Linked DNA regions of Danio rerio: region 2 is linked to region 1. Evidence: chromatin contacts called from public Micro-C data. All regions are on one chromosome and are shown on one strand. Each heading gives the region's core, a stretch centred on a gene start, on an enhancer-like site or on the middle of the called end of the contact. The rest is flanking DNA. Distances are from core to core; before and after follow the strand shown.

The links. A called contact is a pair of places that touch in the nucleus more often than the background predicts.
Region 2: a contact with region 1 is called in a Micro-C map of caudal fin, with 2.4 times the contacts expected there. The contact joins the promoter of rtn4ip1 here to the promoter of srrm1 in region 1. A contact is called at or near these places in 1 of 18 Hi-C or Micro-C datasets (caudal fin) and 1 of 4 datasets of contacts at active chromatin or transcription factors (embryo).

The regions. Positions count from the first base shown.
Region 1 is chr17:26,818,038-26,823,826 of GRCz12tu, reverse strand. It overlaps srrm1 (serine/arginine repetitive matrix 1), which reads right to left and starts at 3,808. Exons shown (of 17, transcript NM_213442.2): 1 at 3,744-3,808; 2 at 3,105-3,194. The coding sequence starts at 3,764. tdh2 (L-threonine dehydrogenase 2) reads right to left here. Exons shown (of 9, transcript NM_001099417.1): 9 at 4,577-5,789. The coding sequence ends at 5,695.
Region 2 is chr17:26,954,267-26,960,168 of GRCz12tu, reverse strand. It overlaps rtn4ip1 (reticulon 4 interacting protein 1), which reads left to right and starts at 2,777. Exons shown (of 9, transcript NM_200352.2): 1 at 2,777-3,155; 2 at 3,923-4,074; 3 at 4,198-4,266; 4 at 4,385-4,509. The coding sequence starts at 2,924. It overlaps qrsl1 (glutaminyl-tRNA amidotransferase subunit QRSL1), which reads right to left and starts at 2,683. Exons shown (of 11, transcript NM_001118898.1): 1 at 2,616-2,683; 2 at 1,751-1,910; 3 at 1,574-1,672; 4 at 1,382-1,478; 5 at 579-740. The coding sequence starts at 2,678.

The sequences.
Region 1 (5,789 bases), core at 2,559-5,058:
TGATTTGCTTTGCAAAATTACTTTGTATAAATACCTAAATTTTTAGTTCTTCTAAATATTACTTGCAGAAAAAGAAGCCCCGTTTTCACTGCTATAAAATGTGTTTTTACATGTACACTAGGGCTGCACAATATATAGTTTCAGCTTCGATATTGCAATGTGTGCCAGAGATGCGCGGTTGGCGGTTATAGCCGCGGACTCCGCGGATAAACCGCGGATCGGGCGGATGACGTTACGAAAAAATAATATTTTAATTAAATTCGGGCGGGTGGCGGGCGGTTGTACTGTTTTTATATTCATAGCTGGCGCACCAACGAAAAAGCCTAGGACTGACTTCACAGAATGGGAGGAGGAATCGGATACATTAATTCTGGATGTAGTGTACAAAAGTATTCCTCTACAAACTTCCGTATAGACGGATCAGCATAGGAAAATCTACTTTCCTTTTGGGAGAAATAAGGCCAGGCATTCCCATGACTACAGCACCTTTCCAAGAGAATTCTATGCATTTCAGCAACAAGTGCTGCGAGCGAGTGCTCCTTCAGTGCAGCAGGGCGCAGTGGCTATGCAGGCACTCCCGTCTGAATCCTGACACTGTAGATGCCATTTTATTCCTGCATTGTGCCAAGAAAAAATCAAACTAGACCTAAGGTCAGGCATATTAAACCAATTAGCCTATGTTATTTAGGCTGCACATATGTTCAATATAAACTTTTGAGTTTGGTCAGCTGATAATTTTACGTTCATATTGGTTTAGCCTATTCTATTCTAGACATGTTGGCCTCGCTTTTACGTTCCGAGGCTAAGGTTATTTTGCCAGAATTTCTGTCGCAAATTTAATGGCGTAGTATTTCGTTATGCTTCAAGTTTGAGGGGAATGGGGATGATCCTAAGTCCATGGGTTATTGGGGCACTTGTCATACATGCACTTAGCCTTGTCAGGTTCGCTCAAAGAGGAATGGCATATCTATTTTTCTAATTTAATTTCTAATTGTGGGGGTGACTGAGCCTACAAGGCTTAGGCACAATATGACGTTTTTATTAAAAAATTTTCAACTGTTTGTCAAAGCATGCGACAATAGCCTATGCCTACATTAAGATATTTATGTTATTTTTTTTTTACTGCCTGTTGTTTCTTTTGGCATATAAAATAGGTATTGTCTGATAGAGATATCAATAAAGGTTAATCTGTGTCGCAGAACTGTGTTGTTTCCGATTTCTACAAGCTCAATAACATCCAAAGCAAAAAATAAAAAATAGTCGAAAAACTGTGCCCATTAATTATATGTGGAAGGCAAGCAGGTACATTTTTGGGGTTGCTATGGACAACTACAAATGTAAACATTATTAGGCTATAATGCAAATGACTTATTCTATCTATTTACTAAAAAATTAAGTGAAATAGGCATTTAGTAGTAGACTAAATAGCAGCATGTTGAAATGATGTGTCAATGCGTTTTCTATTAGGCTACAATAAAAAAAAAAAAGTTGTACAGTACAGTGCGTTTAATTTAGGCTATTTATTTACTTTTGTCCCTGTGCGCCGATTGGAGACAGAGTTCACTGCTGATATTCTGAGAGCTCGGGTGCTTCTCATTTCTTATTTGTGCATCCTCGTTTCCTTTCCTTGCTTTCTTTCCTCGTGTTTCCACCCCACCGGGATAACGTTACGAGGGAAGGACGCAAGGAAAAGACTGAAGGACCGAGGAATCGAATCAAGTGAAAAGACACGTCCTCGTATCTTTAGCGTAACTTCAAAGCGTCGTCAATTAATGACTTGCACGTTTGGATTAGCTGCATGTCTACATTAAAGTCATTCTCTATTATATAATGATCAATGAAGAAACATTCATTTAATAAAAAAAGGAATAAGCCATTCAAATAAAGAGCCCAATCAGCAGATGGCGGGCGGGTGCGGTTTTAAAAATTGGTCAAAAATGTTAGTGCGGATGGATGGCGGACGGATGATGAATTTTGTCATGCGGTTGCGGATGAAATAATAGTCCATCCGCGCATCTCTAATGTGTGCATCTGCAATAGTCACATTGCAAGATATGCATAGTTGAGTCTGAATTATAGTTGGCAGGAGCTACAGAATTGTATTTAATCACTCTATTTATATAAAACTTATCCGATGTATAAAAAAAACAGTTTTTTTTAGATTGTTTGTCTCGTTTTTAATACAAATATCTACATTTCAAAGCAAAAACAAGATTATTTTTCTCCACTGGAAGATAATTGGTTTTTTTTGTTTTTAAGAAAAACCTATTTTTCATTATTTAGCTTTTTTTCTTCTGAAGGTTAAAAAAAATATAGCTTCTTTAAATAAGTATTTTTAAGGGTTTCTCCACCTTAAATTGGAAAGGACAGTGGTGGATGCAAACAGGAAGGCATTGGGAGCAAAGAGAGGGGAAGGGTTAGAAAATCGCACTCAGATCGCTGTGAGCACCTTGGCGTTTTATGTCGGCACGCTTATCCACTAGACTATTGGTGCTGACTAATATTGTTATTTGATCTAAGAATGAAATATCAAAACAAAAAAGATTTTTTTTTTGCATTGCGATTAGTCAATTTCTGTACCTGAATACTGTTTATAACAGGGATTATTTCTGAATACCCAGAAATCATATAGAGATATTCAAACCACCTGGTGAAACTATTAATATTGCAATATTTATCACAGAAAAATAAAATATCGCAATATCAGAATTTTCCAATATGGTGCAGCCCTAATGTACACAATTTATAATTACACCACTTTTCAGACCTAGGACGACCTGTTGGTTGGAATATGCACTGTGTAATAACCTTGAACAATTTTCAGACTTTGCAAAAAAAAAAAAAAAAAGATTTACAATTTAGTTATTTATTGAGAACACTCTTAATGTAATGTTAAGAGAACATTTAGATATGATACTTTCCAGGCTTTAAACTAAACAACTAACGTTACAGTGAAGTTTAAATCCCATCTGGTCAGGGCTCTTAAACTACACGTCACTAATAGTTACTAATGTATCAACGATTTTGTAACATTATAGATGTTTTTACTGTCACTTAATGCATCGTTTGTGAATCCAAGTATAATTATGTTTAACTTTTTCTACCTTTTTCTCCAGACATTCTGCAAACTTCAGCTGCTTCAAGAGTTTCTTGTGTTTGTTGCTGAAGCGGTTATCCTGCTCCGCACTGGTGCCCTGAAATCATAGAAACGCATCATTAAAACAAAACGTGCTTCGAGAAAACAGGAACAAAAAATTCATATGGTTACTTTTCTTCCATTGAAAGGCCGAGGCAAAAGAAATGCGAGTAGTATTATTTCACCCTTTCAGTGGGATATGAGTAATCATGTATATACGCAAAAACTAGACTAACGTTACACAGATTATTAGGCTAACGTCGTAGCACAGGACCACTTAATTTCGGTTTCAGTCTGTATTACACATGCGTAACATCGCTAATCCCAGAACCGCTGACTTTTTTTAACGTTACATTTGAGTTTATTTGTAACAACAATTGTGATAATAGGTAATTAAACGCGCCTATGTCTTCAAATCTGCTGTTCCTGTTAATCTGTGCGGTATTTTCTGGTTACCTCACGCAGCCGCCATTACAGCCACACTCCAATGAACACATATAAAATATCCTTAAAACAACGAGCCGGTCAAACAATTGATAAACAATAGATGCATAACAACACACTCGATGTTTATAGAGCATAATTTGTAAAAGAATATAACACTTACGCGGAAAAAACCCGCGTCCATTTCTGTCGTGTGTCAATATGGCACGATGTCCCACAATCCACTGCGACACGATAGCTCTCTGACCTCACTTCCGGAAGTTGAGCAGTCATGTGCCTAGAGACGGTCTTTAATTTCATTATTTTAAAATAAGATTTTTATAAAAATTAGTTTTACGATATTTCAATGATAATGTAATATAAAACTTATTTAGTTACAGTGCTGAAGAACTAGCAAACATTGTAATGTAAACCATTAACTTTACAGGAGTTGGTTTCCACTATACATGCTATTAACAAACCAGTAGGCCTTCTTATGTGGTTTAAAAACGAGTTTTGGGACATATTCATTTAGGATTTATCTTATGTACATTTTCCCCCAAATTCAAAGTACTTATCTTGCCAACAATGGAACTCAGCAGAAACTCACACTACAGATTCATTTAAAACCAACACTATTTCCATTATACGGAAATTAAAGTAAGCATTAAAGTAGCATTGTAAATTCTGTTAGAGTTTTGGAAAATTTGCTTTATTATTTGAGCTTTTAAGAAAATTATTTGAATAATAATAATATTGCTTATATTATTTGATCGTTTGAACATTTGAATTAATTTTTGTAAGCAAAACACTTCCATATCTTTTGTACAACTTTTTGGTGTACTTTTTTTAGCATATGGTCTTCTTTGTTAAGGCTGTTTTCCAATACATTTAATTCATTGCAGTAAGTATTTGAGACTTCTTGGAAAAATAAAATGTGATAAACATTGCCTCATAGATCCATCTTTTTTTAATTAATTTTAAAACCCATAATGACAAAAGACATAGACGGTGTGCTGCTTTAAAGTCGTTTATTTGACATACACTGCATCTTTCCAGTTCTGAATGAGAATCATTAGCAACTTGTGAGGTTGAGTGATAACTGAACATTAAGGCGGTTTAACACAATATCTTTTGTCCAGAAATCACAATTCCTTCTATAGAAGGGAGACTTTCAGACAGGCTGAATAAAAAAAAACACTCCCTTAAATGGTGAGGCCTCTGCTGGTGTTTAAGCCAGCAGTGTTGCTCTTATGAGTAAACAGAAATGTAAAAAATACATTTCACTTCACAGTGTATAAATAATACATCAGCAGCGCTGATAGATTAAGTACTTAGTTCACACCACCACACTATACATTGTGAATCCAGAGCCCTTCGATAGCTGACTCTAAATAAATAAAGCCATTACAGATCATAATGGGCTGAACAGAACCCAAAATTCAGGCAACTGTGAAATTCTCACAGATAGCAGCTGGAACAAAGGCAATATTGATTTTTTCCTTGATTCACGCTAAAGCTAGTAGTGGTTTAAAGCTTCTTCTACCCATGAATGTGTTCAAATCGAGGTGGACTGTTTACATCTTGCACACAATACATGGTCTGGAGCACTGTAGAGTGAAAGATATCTAAAGGTTTTACTGCATTTGTGCAAATGTAGCATCTCTGGGCCATTCATTCCTTTCCAGAAAAGTTGTATTTTGATTATAACATCAGAACTATAAGAGTCCTGAAGGTGAAAACTGGGGCCAGAATGTTTTTCAGTGCTGACCTTGCTAACTATGTCTAGTACATAGAGTAATATCATTGCATTAATATTGCTATCATGTTCATCATCGTCATCATATCCATTTGCATTTGTCGTTTCTTTTTCCCCCCAACAACTTAAAAACTATGTACTGTAAGAGTAGATCACAGAGAAGATAGACAGAGTCTCCTGAGCAGTATGAGAGAATGTAAGCTTTCGCTGTTGAATTACATGTTTTCTTCACAAGCATATGTTTGTAGAGAACTGCCTGTATTAGCAGCTCTCTGACTGACGGAATGTGGTCCAAAGAATCAACTCCCAAATTTGAGACGAGGAGAGTTTGCAAATGCTGGTGATCTGTGTTTCAGTCAGTCCCTGAGAAGACCTGCTAGCTGACAGGTAGTCCAGCATTGGTTCTCTTTTCGCGGATGGAGGCCAGCATGTCTGTGACCAGCTCTGACAGACTGAATGCAGGCTTCCAGC
Region 2 (5,902 bases), core at 1,528-4,027, 140 kb before region 1:
TGTATGTAATTTTAGACTCGGACAAAGCTAAATGCTATGGATTTTTTAAATATCCCAGTTAGATAAGATTTTCACTTGTCCTATCAAAAATGATTACAATTTAATACATTTATTGATAAAATAATTATAATTTAGTTTGAATATTTTTTATTAATTTTCAAATATATTCATTCACAAATCCTAAACCCTTAACAAGACTAAAACAAAACATAGCGATCAATTACTTCAGTCTACAATAATAATTATTTATTATTATAAAAATCAGGTCAGGTCAGTATCCTCAGCAGTAAATAAATAAAGAAAATTTTAAGCAAGTGTTACTGTAAGGAAAGAAATTTAATGTTATTTTAAAATAAAGAAGTTTTATTGAGGGATTGTTGGTGATTGTATGGGTGTTAATAGACAGATTGAGTAGCTATACCTATGAATATACTTAGGAAAATTAAGACATGTAAAAAAGATTTAAGATCTACAATACAAGATTTCAGTCGATTTAAAACTTTTTAAGGCTTTTTTAAAGCTTAGCTTTTGAGTTTTAAGACATTTTAAGATTTTTTAAGACCATGTTATAGACTCACAGGAAGCTGCTGAGAGATGCCACTGCTGCTGCACTGCCTCCTGAACTTCCTCCTGTTATTGTCCAGTCTGAATCTGGATCTTCTGCACTCTGTTCACGGTAAGGGGCTGCATAACTCCATGGATTACGAACTGGACCAAAAGCCCCATCTGTACTTCCAGCTCTTGAAAGACAAAGAGGAAATTGTCAGTAACACTTGCAAAGAAACTCATGTCTGAAAATATATATAAAAAATAATTTACTTGACATCATTAAGACATTTTTATGAGGCATATCTCTTTAGTCTATTTATGAGGTTTAGCTCTTTAGTTCTTATTTTTATGTTTGGTGCTTGGTGTAAATTTTTAATGCACAATGATTAAAATCTTTATCACCAACACTTTTATTAAAATAAATAAATTGAGTAAAAAAGGAAATATTATTATGATTTAGTAGCTTTTTTGTATTTTATTATATTTAAAATTTAATTTATTCATGTGATAGAAAAGCTGAATTTTCTGTGATCATTATTCCATATATATATATATATATTAATTAAATAATTATTAGCCTTCTTGTTTCTCAAATAGTATAGAAAATCCCAAGAAAGGAAAAAACTTTCACAAAAGTCACTTTGGATGAAGGCTTATATGCCGAATGCATAAAAGAACATAAAATTATTATTAATGTAGAAAATGGTTAGCTTAGATTTGTAAAATGTATATGTATACATTTTAGGAGTTTTTTGTGTTGAATCCTGATAAATGTTTAATCCTTGATGAATAAAGGCATCATTTTTTGTTAAAAAAAAAACAGTTTACTTACCCCATTGCAAATTCGTCTAAATTAGTTTTTCCAACAAGAACTGCTCCTTGATCCAACAGCTTCTGCACAACTGTAGCACTGAATGGAGGAACATAACCTACCAATCCAAACAGATAATGGGAATCAAACATGTCACAACCATTTTGTGACAAAGACAGTAAATATATTGTACTTTAGCGTACTTAAGCTGACCTTTAAGCATGTTTGAAGCACAGGTGGTCTTGATGTTCTCTGTGCAGAAGTTGTCTTTTACAGAGAAAGGAATGCCGTCTAGAGGACCAAGTGTTTTACCTTTAAAAAAAACATGAAGTACATGGAAATTATGATTAAAAAATAAATAGACTTACATTTTATGTGGCACAAACTCACCTGTGCGGAGCCTTTTATCTGCTCTCTCTGCTTGCTCCATGGCCGTCTCCTCTGCAATGGTTATATAAGCATTCAGGTAACGCGTTCGTTGTATTTGGTTGATGCATTTTCTGCAGAGTTCAGTGGCAGAGACCTTCCCATCCCTCAGTGCCTGAGACACCTATAGCAAGCAGAAACATGGGCTTTTTGAGAAATAAGAATTCATGCTCAGCTGACATCATTTCTGATTATCAATATTGAAAAGAATTATCCTTAATTTTGATACATTTATTAATCAAAGCAATCAGTGATGGTACAAACAAAGGCTTTCATTTTAAACTATGCATAAAATAAATCCTAACATGTAACATGTATCCTGTTACCACATACATATGAAGCAGTAACCTTTTTTAATAATAATTTAGCATTTTTATATTATCATTATTAATATAATCAATATAAATAAGCATTAATAATAATTTAATGTTCAAGAAATTCGGGGGCACCATTAACATTTCTGTATGATTTCAAATAAGAAATTCTAAATAAAAAAAATGAATTACAGGAACAAATTACAAATTGTTTACATAGAATACTGTTATTTTAAACTGAAGATGTGTTGGTTATAAACAAACAAATGCAGCAAATGAATAAAACACAAGAACAAATCTTAATCTTTCCAAACTTTTGTCGGATAAACAAAATGAAAAATAATAACACCCTGCTGAAAACAGGCAGAATGGTTTGCTGGTTAGCTTTGCAACACTTGGCTATTGGTCATTTTTGAAAGGGTTTACAGCGCACAACGCCAAGAATCAGCACGGTGACTGTTTATAAAGTTTAATTCTTAGCAACATTTAAGCTGGATGAATAGATTTAAACAGACCTCTCTAATGGACAGGCCGAGCATCGCTTCCACAGGACGCCTCGCCGCACTGGAGGCTGACATGACACTTTGTGTTGACCTCAATGACGTCCTCTCTTCTCCGCCCTCTGATTGGTCAACCTAAGAGCAACTCGGCCTGTGATTGGACCAGTGCGTCGTGTGAAAGTTCACCGGTTTGTTTTGACTTTGCGGAATGGCTGTTCTCGAGCGTGTTATTCAACAGTTATAACATTTATTTCTGACCAATGACGGGTTTGTGATACTATAAGCGGGATCCTCTGGATTATCTTTTTAAAGTTTGATCAACCATGTTGATGTGTAGACGGTGGTTGGTGTGCTCGCTGAGATGTCATTACAGGAGCTTCAGTTTCTCAGCCGCTCGCAGGACTGTAATGCCCGCATGGGTCATTGATAAATACGGGAAAAACGATGTGTTGAGGTTCACCAAGAACGCGGCGCTTCCGATCATCCACTATCCTAATGAAGTGGTGGTAAAGGTGCACGCTGCGGGTCTCAACCCAATTGACATCAGTATGAGGGGTATGTGAGGGGACTTTAGAACGCTTCATTAGAATATATCTGTAATTATAAGTATAATATGTCTTGTGGGAATCAGCAAAGGTCGAATAAAGGCATCTATGTGGTTCACAAATGTCTGACACGTTCATATGTTTGCGAGTGACATGATCACCTTTAATAAGCAATATGTTTGCAATATGGCATACAATATATCACAATGTGAACTACATAGTTATTATTATATGCCATAATTCGTCTACATTACTTTGTATGTTGTAATTTTAAACTCTATGGCAGTGTTTCTCAACCACATTCCTGGAGGACCACCAGCTCTGCACATTTTCAACGTCTCCTCAACCAAACATACTTGATTCAGATAATCAGCTCATTAGCAGAGACTGAAAGACCTGTAATGGGTGTAACAGACAAAGAAGACATCCAAAACTTGCAATGTTGGTGGCCTCCAGGAATGTGGTTGAGAAACCCTGCTCTATGCTATACATTCCTTTAGTTTTGATTTATATATTTTTCCCGATTAAATTTTTGTTTATTTGTTTTTGGTATTTCAGTTTTTCATCTAGTCCTTACATGCTAGTTAAATATTCCAGCTTTATTCCAATGAACACATGTTATTATGAAAGGATGAGTCACACGAGGCATGTTGTGACCGGCTCAACTCACACTCCTTAATGCCAATTTCATTTTAAAATGTACAATAAATATATGTACAATTTTAGGTAAAGATGAGTAGTGTATGAAATCATTTCTTTTTATTTTCGCTCTTGTAGGTGGCTATGGAGCAGCTACTATGGCCATGAAGCGTGACCCACTGAACATCAGCCAATCAGGTGGTGAATTTCCTCTCATTCTGGGTCGAGATGTATCCGGAGAGATCATGGAATGTGGGCTGGATGTGAAGTACTTTAAACCAGGAGATCAGGTGCCCTATTCAGTTGTTTTTTCAAGTAATGCTGAACTCTTATGCTACGATTACTCCAGAAACCTTACGTCATCAGGTATTGTCTGCTCTGGCCTTTTAAAAGTGTTTGTTTTTCTCTGTTAGGTGTGGGCCGCTATTCCTCCATGGAAGCAGGGCAGTCTGGCAGAGTTTGTAGTGGTCAGTGGCAATGAGGTAATTATTCAGAAGCATGTCATGGATAAAAACTGATTTGAAGCTCAGTACAGAAGTTGTCCTGTAGATATTCACAGTGCTCCAGTGTAAAGAATTCCTTTGTTCGTCTGTGCTTCAGGTTTCACATAAGCCTAAATCACTGAGGCATGATGAAGCCGCATCCATCCCGTATGTGGCTGCAACAGCCTGGTCTGCCATCGTCAACACCGGTGGCCTCAACAAAGATAACTCTGTAAAAAAACGGCAAGTACTTTTTTGCTGGAATCAAGTATTATTTTGTCTTGCCTTGCAATAAAATGCATTGAAATTTGACTTTTTACAGCTGCATTGCTACTATTATTTCTAATGCCAGGCTCAAGTCACACAAGATTGTTGCTTGTTATAACAGTCAGATTATGCAAATTTCAATCCTGATTTAATATCATGTTCTGTTCTAGAAATATGTCAGAGTACACACTGCATCAGCACTTGCTGACATCTGGAAAAAAATAATGACTACTGAAGTAAAGAGTCAGTGTTGGGGGTAACACATTACAAGTAACGCGAGTTACGTAATATTACTTTTCTCTAGTAACGCAATAGTTTTTAAAGTATTAATATTTGCGTTACTTTTTAATTTTATTATTTAGCTTTAAAAATAAATTGCTGAATTAAAAAATTAAAGTAGTTACAGTGAATCATGCAGTCATGAGAGAATGTGTTCATTATTTTGAATGCATCAAAGAAAAAGGGGTTTATAGTCTCAAAAAACAGTGATTTTACTTAAATAGTACAAAAGTAGCAAACACATTCCATTAAACTTTCAGTATCTTTATCTGTATACATACACGGCATGAATGTCTCTGGGGTCAGGAAGTCTCACATAACATAATCCTAAAAAAAATATAATGTATGTGTAAATGTGTACATTTTTTAAAGATAAATGTAGGTGTAGGTTATACAGTGCATTGTTACAGTTTTTTCTCAGTCGCGTTGGTACATTTCTAAGATCAGAATTGAAATTCTTAAGTCTACTTGTTCAATCTTCACATAATTGTGACACTTGTGCACATCAAAAAAGCAATTTCTCATTACTTTGAACAAGTTGCAAAAGCTTGCGTACATCCACGCAAATGATTACGTGCAATTCTCTGCTGTTTTCTACATCAATCACTTATGTCATATTGTTAAAAATTATTATTTTGGCTCTGAATAGTCTCACCCCCCCACAACATTTAACCATTTGTTTAATTATTTGTTCATGGCAAAGTCTTTACAAGCAAAATGGGTGAACAAGTTTTCTTAATATTTACTCATAATGCATTTTTCCATTAGACTTGTTCTAAATCTGTCTACAACTGGTATAAAGAGTTCTCGAAGGCAAGTCTTGGTTTTGTCTAATGAAAGTGCATCTGAAAGGAGGTTGTCCATTTTAACATTTCTACTTTGGTTTTGTTTTCTTTGTTTTTTGCAGTGCTGTCCTTTCATATCTGTATCACAATGACATGATCTGGCAACAAATTACAGTACAAACAGCAAAAAAATAAAAAATAAAATAAAATAATTCGCCATAGTTTACATCAGAACATCCCTCCAGAGTACACTGTTATATTGAGAACATGACTAAGTCATTTGACTGTCTTACCCGTACACAATG